Regions from separate parts of the Mus musculus genome. Here region 2 is linked to region 1. A link is a contact called in public promoter capture Hi-C data. All regions are on one chromosome and are shown on one strand. Each heading gives the region's core, a stretch centred on a gene start, on an enhancer-like site or on the middle of the called end of the contact. The rest is flanking DNA. Distances are from core to core; before and after follow the strand shown.

Region 1 (4,306 bases), core at 889-3,388:
AGTCATTACTTTATGTGTATGACTTTTGCCTACATGTGTGGATGCATGTATGTGTATGTCACATATGTATGTGCCTGGGCACATGAAGGTCAGAAAAGGGCACCAGACCTCCTGGAAAAGAAGTTACAGATGACTGTGACCTACCATGTAGATACTATGACCCCAACTAGGATCTTCTGGAAGAGCAGCCAGGAAGTTCTTAACTACAGAGCAATCGGCCTTATTAACGTCTCACTTTCTTCTTTTTGGGATAAGCTTACCTTGTATATACTAACAAAAGATCCAAGGAAAGCCCCCAGCTGGAAGTTCTCCTTGTTGTAGAAAAGAGAGAGGAGCCGGGATGGTTCTGTAAACAGATGCCTAAACGCAGAGGGGATCCGGAGACAGCACTGGATCAAGTAGCCCACGCTGAACATTCTGATGAAGCCCTAGAAACAAAGCCATCTTTTTACCTTCTTCTGACAATAACCACAGGGTTTTAGGAATACAAGCATGGAAATTCAAAAAAAGCAGTGGACAAAGTCACCTGTCTTAGGAAATTTTAATAAAAAACTGTCTGATCATCAGTACAAGCATGGAAGATAACTTCAGTGTTTGGAGCTCTGGTGTGTGTGTGTGTGTGTGTGTGTGTGTGTGTGTATCTAACATATATATATATATATTAACCAAGTTAAAGAAATTTCTAGGAGATGGGAACTCTATCTAGGTAACTGCATGAAGCTAAACTGAGGAATGCTGCTTTACACTGAAGCTAACTGAGCCTGAAGACACTCAACACTGCATCTCCACCCAAGAGCTGGGACCTTGGCCTGCATGCTACATTCCAAAAAGTCAGACTTGTATTTTCCAATTACAATTTTCTTTTCTAGAAAAAAGAAAAACCGAATTGCTACAGGAAAGTAAGGATTGATTTTCCTGAAGCCCGGTGAACACATGACCATGAAATAGGCCAGTCATTCGTGAGTTCCTGTGAGTGACTCTCTGGAACTGCCCAGTATTTTTTCAATACTATGACAGTCCTTTTATCTCTGTGATATTGTGCTAAAGAACAAACAGACTAATTTTTTCACCCAGTTTTCAAAAAATAAAATCAATATGTCTCTGCATTCAGGCAATATTTGCTGGCTATCTATCTATTATATACTGGGATTACAAGGCTGTGGGAACATGGCAGGCAAGACCAAGTTCTTGTCTTTGTGGCGCTTTACAATCTTATATGGAAAGAGAAACCAAATGAGTAAAGTAATATAATAATTAAAAATTACAATGTGTCACAATGGAAGTAATTGGCCACTAGAGAAACTTGTATTAGACTGGATAGTAAAGAAAAGCTACTGACTGTGTGACATTTAAGTTGATCCAAAAGAGAAGACACTTTCATGAAAACATGTCACACTGGCTGGACAGAAAGCACAGAGCCAATACAGAAGTGGGCAGGAACAGGATCCTACTAAGACAGCTGAGAGCAGAGTGAGCTGAGAAGAATGGAATTAATGTGAATATCGATCAGGGTTGTAGCGTAACGTGGTGCAATCAAAGCTCCACTGCAATGAGATACACCTTGTTAAAGCTTCAGTATTTTAGCCTTTAATCCCAGGACTCAGGAAGCAGAGAGAGAGGCCAGCAGATCTCTGAGAGCTCAAAATGTACACACCCAAGGGTTACAGGACAGCCAGGGTTACATAGATAACCCAAAAACAAGCAAAAGAGACTTCAGAGTATTTTCAAAGTGTAAACTTCTCTCCCACGTGTCTCCAGACAGTTTAGCATATTTCACAAACTGCTAAGTCCTGGAACACACTTTAAAGAGTCACTAGGTTTCTGACTGCGTGTCAATTCTCGGTCTTTTTTTGTTTTTTGTTTTCCTAGAAAACGCTCAGTATCAGCTCCCCAGCCCTGCCTGAACTCCCCCTTTGAATAGACTAAGTCAGTTGTCAGACGGAATCTCCCTCTTTATGAGCCAGTAGAGTCTTCTTTATTTGTTGTTGCCACTTCGAAAATGAGGCAAGAAATCAAATCTGGACACTGCACAAGGAAAATGTATTCTTCTGTCGCTAGCCCTAGACACAGCTCTCAGGATTCTGAGATGAATAGGAAGTTGGGCAAATGCCACTATCAACACTGAGTCTCGGCATTCCACTTACAAGCACTGATGTGGGAAAGTGCCTAAGTTCTCCATAGCCGTGCAGAGAGAACTGCACATCTGAGGTTTGTATGACTCGGTCAACTAATCTCCCGCCCCCGCAAAAAAAGAAAAAAGAAAAAAAAATCAGACCTTGTAAGAAATAAGTGACTTCTTAAAAAGCATTGGGACTGTGAGCACCATTCAAAACTGAGGGACTTAGAGCAGATGGTGCCACCTGCCCCAGACACTCTTTCCAGAGCTAGTGATGAGAGACAAGTCAGGAGGCAAGAAGTATAGTTTTGCAAAAAAAATGCCCATGTGCCCTAGAGACTAGGGAATCTGTGTGAATGGACACAGTTAAGTCCCTTAGTGCTGACCTATAGGCATGCTCTAGTAATCTGAGTCAAATACAAATTAAATGGCAGCAGAACGATATGGTCTTTTCTATTTGCTTAGAAATTACTACAGAAACTAATGTTGGGTTTAAAGCAGCAACTGTTGACAAAAATCAGGGAGACGCCTTTGTAGACTCACTTTAATGCAGTAGGAAATGCAGTTGTCTTCATAATGCTTGCAGCATCTGTGCCTTGGTCCATGCTTGCATCTGAAATCAGACCAGAGAGACAACACTAATCATAACTAATTAAAGTATGTGTGCATATTTATGCCTCTCTGGGTGTGCCTATGGATGGATATACTGTGCATGAGTGTATTGCAAGCCTATACAAAAATTTCTTAGCAGTAAAGGAGAAAAAGATCCCCCTTTCCCCCCTAAATGCTCACAGCTTTCTGTCGGACCTACAGAAGCAGAGCTAAGAGTGTTGCTTTAATTTTGTTGCTAACACCTTGTACAAAACATGTGATTGCAGTTCAAGTGACACACTGTGGAGCAGGGAGACGATACTGGCACTTCTTTGTGAATGAATATGAAAAACATGGCTACACTGTCTACTATATACACCACGAAATTTTAGGAGCTTTAAATCTCTTGTTACAGAGTATGATGACCATAAATCATCCGTGAAGTCAGTCCTTAAACAAAATCATAATAAGAATGCATTCAGGTTATAGGAATTTATACTTAATTATATTTGAGAGGAAACATCTGGAAAAGAAACCTGATAAAGTGTCAGAATTCAAGATTCAGTTATTAAAATAAATATGGAAATAGGAATCATGTGGGAACTCAAAGGCTATTTGTGACTTAACTGTAAAGCACTTACAGTCTGGAGTTTCATATAAACATTTCTGCCAGGACTACTGTTCATGTGGGACACCGACTCTATGACCCCCTCATTCATCCTTGGTAGAAAAATGTAAGTCAACCAACATGCATCTCAACAGAACTCCTTTTCTTTGAGGGGCTCAAGTTCCAAAGTCGGCAGTCACTGTAGCTTCTTCCTGACAAGTTAACTGTTTCTGTGAAGAGAGCACCAAACTTTCCCCTGGGTATAAGAGCAAGCGGCTTGCAGAGCAGTGCTCTGGCTCTGTACGTCTCCAACCCTGTGCAAGACCTCTCAAAAACCAATCTTTGCACTGCAGCTGAACTGCACAGGAAGCTTCCCTGGTCAAACTCGATGGCACTAGCTCATTCCGCCCTAAGCCTGAAGTCATGGGAATGATATGCCATATCTGGCCACGTGGAAGTGCTGAATAGAGGTGAGCTACAGAAGCCGGCCTGCCTTGTGCAAACTATCACTCTTCTACAGGTCAGGTTTTACTACCAGAACTGCTTCATCTGCAAAGTGCCGACGTCATCAGTACTGTCATGTGAGCTTTCCCTGGTCACCCAGAGTGGATTCCAGTGTCCTATAATGCTACTCCCAAACATTTAGGGTTGCTTCTATATAATCCTCGAATAGTTTTACCTGAGTGCAGCTGCTCAGGCAAGGCCTGCCAAGGCTGAAGGCGCGCCGGCCCTCAGGAGCCATGCACATTCATCCGCTCATGCTCTCCCTACTACATTCAGTTACTTCCATCAAGGCGAACTACACTGTTCTTCACGCAGCAACCCAAGCCTGTTGTTACACTTGTTTGAGCTCACTGCCACACCTGTTTCTGCCTTTACACTTTCTGTGTCCCCATCTTCTGTTTGCAGTATAGACTAATATGAAAACAAAGAAACAAAAAAATGAATTTGGCCAAACGTGATTATCACCTATGCCTACAGAGCCCAACAGG
Region 2 (4,306 bases), core at 790-3,289, 230 kb after region 1:
TCTTCAGAAGGCAGTATATGCTTTGAATCAGCGCTCGATATATGGTACAGTTTCACCCATAGCCAGGATTCATGGGTCCAGGAATCAAGGGGTGGAAAACGGAATAGTTCCACTTACTATCACTCCTAGTGACCCTCTAGGAAAATTTTTGCTTCCTGTCCCCATAACTCTAGGTTCTGCTGGCTTAGAAGTTTTGGCTCCAGAGAGGGGAGTGCTCCTACCAGGAGCTACAACAAACATTTCATTGAACTGGAAGCTCAGACTTCCCCCTGGTCATTTTGGGCTTCTAATGCCCTTAAACCAACAGGCTAAAAAAGGAATAACAGTGTTAGGAGGGGTGATAGATCCAGATTACCATGGGGAAATTGGATTACCTCTTCACAATGGTGGTAAGCAAGATTATGTCTGGAGTGCAGGAGATCCCTTAGGGCGTGTCTTAGTACTACCATGTCCTGTGATTAAAGTCAATGGGAAACTACAACAGCCTAATCCAAGCAGGATGACAAAGGACGCAGACCCATCAGGAATGAAGGTATGGGTCAATCCTCCAGGAAAAGAGCCAAGACCTGCTGAGGTGCTGGCTGAAGGTGAAGGAAATACAGAATGGGTAGTAGAGGAAGGTAGTTATAAATACCAATTAAGGCCACGTAACCAGTTGCAGAAACGAGGATTATAAAGTAATATGAATGCCCATTGTAAATTTACTAATGCGTTTGCGATTGTACGAGGGATAGTTATATCATGTTAGGCGTATTTACAACCTTGTTATTGTTTCATGTGAACATGAGATATTATTTGTGTCAAGTTGACAAGGGGTGGATTGTAGTGGCTATTCCTGGTTGTCAACTTGACAATATTTGGAATGAACTACAATCCGGAATTGGAAGGCTCACCAGTGACCCTTATCTGGAGGCTTGGAGATCCTTATCTGGATCTTGGTTTGAAGATCTTGAGCCATAGTGGCTATGGATTCCAGAAGATTGAATCTCCGAGTTAAGGAACACACCTTTAATCTGGGCTATGCCTTTCATCTGGGATTAAAGGTGTGGTGGAACACACCTTTAATCTGGGCTACACCTTTTGCTGGAGACAATATAAGGACATTGGAAGAAGGGAGTCTAGCTCTTGCTCTTGCTCCTTCGCCTGCTTGCCGTGTGAGACTGAGTAACTGCTAGATCCTTGGATTTCCATTCACAGCTGCGACTGAACAATTGTAAGGAATTGGGCTGCCGACTGTAAGTTATCAATAAATTCCTTTACTAACTAGAGACTATCCGTAAGTTCTGTGACTCTAGAGAACCCTGACTAATACAAGAACCAAAGCTATTTGTATTCTGTTCCACAAAAGGCACATTGCAATTTGACCTGGGAACACTTTCCTCAAAGAGACAGGAGTCTCTTTGTCATCAATAATAGTTCTTGATGCGCGGATCTTATAACCTCACCAGCAAATGTACTTAGAAAGTTATTAGAGTTCCTACTAGATAAGAAATAGGATATTAGAACAGCCGTGTGTGTGTGTGTGTGTGTGTGTGTGTGTGTGTGTGTGTGTGTGTTTAAATGTTTACAAGATTATGATTCACAGTAAGATTTGAGGACTACTGTCCCAAGGCATTGACAATCTATGGAAGATCTTTTGGGAAGTAGATTGTAAATTTGCCTTTCTGAGAAACATTTTCTGTAAATTTACAGACACAAATGTCTGTTCCCTTTCTTTGCTCAATAGTAAACTGTGGATATAGTAGCCTTCTGAGATAAGGAATAAATAGAAGAACTAGTAAGTCGTTCCATAAACTACTAAGTGGTGAAGTTGTATACAGAAATTAGTCATTGTTATGGTGACCCTGAGTTTAGGATGGAAGATTTATATTACCAAGCCCTGGGGACAGCCAAGTGGAATGTGGACACAGATGGCTCTTAACTTCCACATATTTAACTTTTATACAACCCAATTTTCACACATTACACATGCCACCCTAAAATGCCTTTCCCACACCAAATCTGGAATTCCATACACTTGCAGCTTAATGAGCAATTTGAGGCATCCTGTGGCTGTACCGCCAGCCAGCCACAGCTTGGCTCCAGCAAGGTCACTTCTTTTCCTGTCTGACGTTCTTGTGTGTGTTTTCTTGCAGCTTACCACTATTGTTTGCAAAGCAAACAAGAGGAGAAAACTGTCTTTAGTCATCTTTAGCTCCTATTATATTTCTCTGGCAGGCTTGGGTTGTGACTGCTCCTATTTTTGTTTTATGAGTGCGATGGCCTTACATAGCTCCTTGTTCACGAATCAGTAGTTCTTTCAGGCTCTTTTCTGTTTCCTCTGCCCAGACTGTTCTTGTTCCTTCTCAGTTTTATGCCTGGCGAACCTAGCTGTCTGTTTTATAAGTTTAGGGATCTGGCATGGGCTCTCTGTTCAGACTTGTTTTTCCCTAAAGGTCGCTGGCCTAAAAGAAAGAGTCCCTGTGGTGTGAGTCTAAGAGCATGGAGAACTTGACCGAGGGAGGGACTTAGAAAGCATGGGCACAGGACAGCAGGCTGCTGGGTTTGCCTTTCCCTTCCGCCTTCCACTAGTCCCTCATTGTAGAAGAAAAATGGCTTTACTTTAGTATGGCAGGGCTTCAGTGGATTTTTGTTCTTAACAAAGATGTATTTTTTAATTGTTTTTTATTAATCCATTTTAGAATCTTTTATATTCATTTGCCTTGGCCCTCTCCCTAGATATCACTATTCCTTCAATATCAGCGGGCCACATACTTGGAGAACTCTTCTGCTATGGCTTCTACGGAAGGTCTGGGGCTCCTGTTGCTGTGAGCTACTCAGGGGTGATAGTGAGAGGTCAGGCACACAACTGGCTTTGCTGTTCTAGAAGGTTCAAGAGTTATAGCCACAATGGACTGACTCAGGTCCCTTTTAATCCTATACTTGTGTTCTCGGCACTTGTACATGTTTTCACCCAGTATCTGGGTCAACCAAACTGAATGTAAGTGCTTCAAGTTGGCCAAGAACAGGCAGAAGTTGAAGTAGAAAATTACTACAAATAAGTAATTTTCGTGTGCAGGGGTGGGGGTGGGCTGCACATGTATGTGCACATGCATATACAAGCAAATAGCTAGCCTGTGCATGAACATGCAAAAGAAAGACGGCGTCGAGGATCTATATTGCTTTTCTCTTCTTACACTTTTTTTCTGAGAGAGGGTCTCTCTCACTTAATCTAGAGCTCTCTATTTCAGCTAGACTGGTTGGCCAGCCTGTTTCCACACCGACACCCTTTACACACTGAACCCCTATCCTGCAGTAACTCAGGGTTACAAATATGCCATGAGCAGGATCAACTTTGTAAGTGTGTGCTGAGGATTCAAATTCAGGTCCATGTGTTGACTCACTGAACACACTCCCCAAGCCACCTCCACAGCCTCTAGTCTGGGTAGTTGTTGTTGTTCCTATTCATGTTGCTTTTACATTTTAAATAATCAAGTATATGATACAGCATTCAGGTTTCTATTTTTAACTTGAGATTAAAATATGTATAATGACTCCTGGGAAATGTATAATTTGCTTAGTTCTTGGGGATAAAAATTCCTCATGTGATAGGTAAGGTTATTATTTCACTTTTAAATATTTCATATAAAATTTTTAGGAACTCATTAAACACAAAAATAGAACTGCCTCCAAAAAAAGATATAATGTGCAGAAAAATATTAAGAAGGAACCAGTAGACCCTTGGGCTAGAAAAACAAATATCTGGGTATTTTATAAGTTTTCTGGCAAGCTTATAGCAATTTTGTTACCCTGCCATAGTATTTACTGATGAACACCCCTGTGTAGCTAGTTTTCTCTGAGCAGTGAGCAACACTGAGAGATTCTTCCACATTCTGCCAGTGCTTGGACTTTCAGTTCTCTGTCCTGTAATTTGTTGGCTGTGGGCTCCTGCCCATGGTTTTGGTACAATCTCCTGCGGTGAACTGGTGGAGTGACACCACCCTAACTTTGAGGTTTCTGGCAGAACATCATTCTGGTGGTGCTATGGTTGCTCCAGAGTTAACTGAGGAGGAATCCTGGCCAAGGCTTGTTCCGCCTATGCATTCAGTGCTGTAATAAAGCGCCCATTCCCTGTGTCCTCTGCACAAAACAAAATGACTTCCCCAGGTGGATCTAAGTCCAGTTAAGAGCAGGCTGTTTTTCATGGACTGGATCCCCTTCTATGTTGTTCAGTTACTTCCCAGGGGCAAAAGGAGGCATTCTGTCTCTAGTTAGTTTTCCTAACTAACTAGTCTGTCTGATCAAGACATTGTCTGTCTATCCACCA

Evidence for each region. Capture Hi-C pulls out chosen DNA fragments and counts their contacts.
Region 2: a contact with region 1 is called in a promoter capture Hi-C map of adipose tissue. The contact joins two enhancer-like sites. A contact is called at or near these places in 2 of 39 promoter capture datasets (epiblast stem cells and neutrophils), 4 of 15 datasets of contacts at CTCF or cohesin (CD8 T cells, the G1E-ER4 cell line, pro-B cells and 1 more), 34 of 484 Hi-C or Micro-C datasets (the 3T3-L1 cell line, the AML12 cell line, B cells and 24 more), 3 of 115 datasets of contacts at active chromatin or transcription factors (CD8 T cells, large pre-B cells and stem cell-derived neural progenitor cells) and 3 of 9 other capture datasets (adipose tissue, liver and pancreatic islet).

The regions. Positions count from the first base shown.
Region 1 is chr7:89,153,768-89,158,073 of GRCm38.p6, forward strand. Tmem135 (transmembrane protein 135) reads right to left here. Exons shown (of 15, transcript NM_028343.5): 9 at 2,660-2,729; 10 at 261-428. Among named protein-coding and RNA genes, the nearest start is that of Tmem135, 180 kb to the right of the region's middle. Within about 2 kb of position 2,139, at least 24 of the 459 cell types and tissues checked have an H3K27ac peak or open chromatin away from gene starts, as enhancers often do. A contact at or near this core is called in adipose tissue, where this site is marked.
Region 2 is chr7:89,379,147-89,383,452 of GRCm38.p6, forward strand. It overlaps a transcript of Tmem135 not described here. Among named protein-coding and RNA genes, the nearest start is that of Fzd4, 23 kb to the right of the region's middle. Within about 2 kb of position 2,040, at least 33 of the 459 cell types and tissues checked have an H3K27ac peak or open chromatin away from gene starts, as enhancers often do. A contact at or near this core is called in adipose tissue, where this site is marked.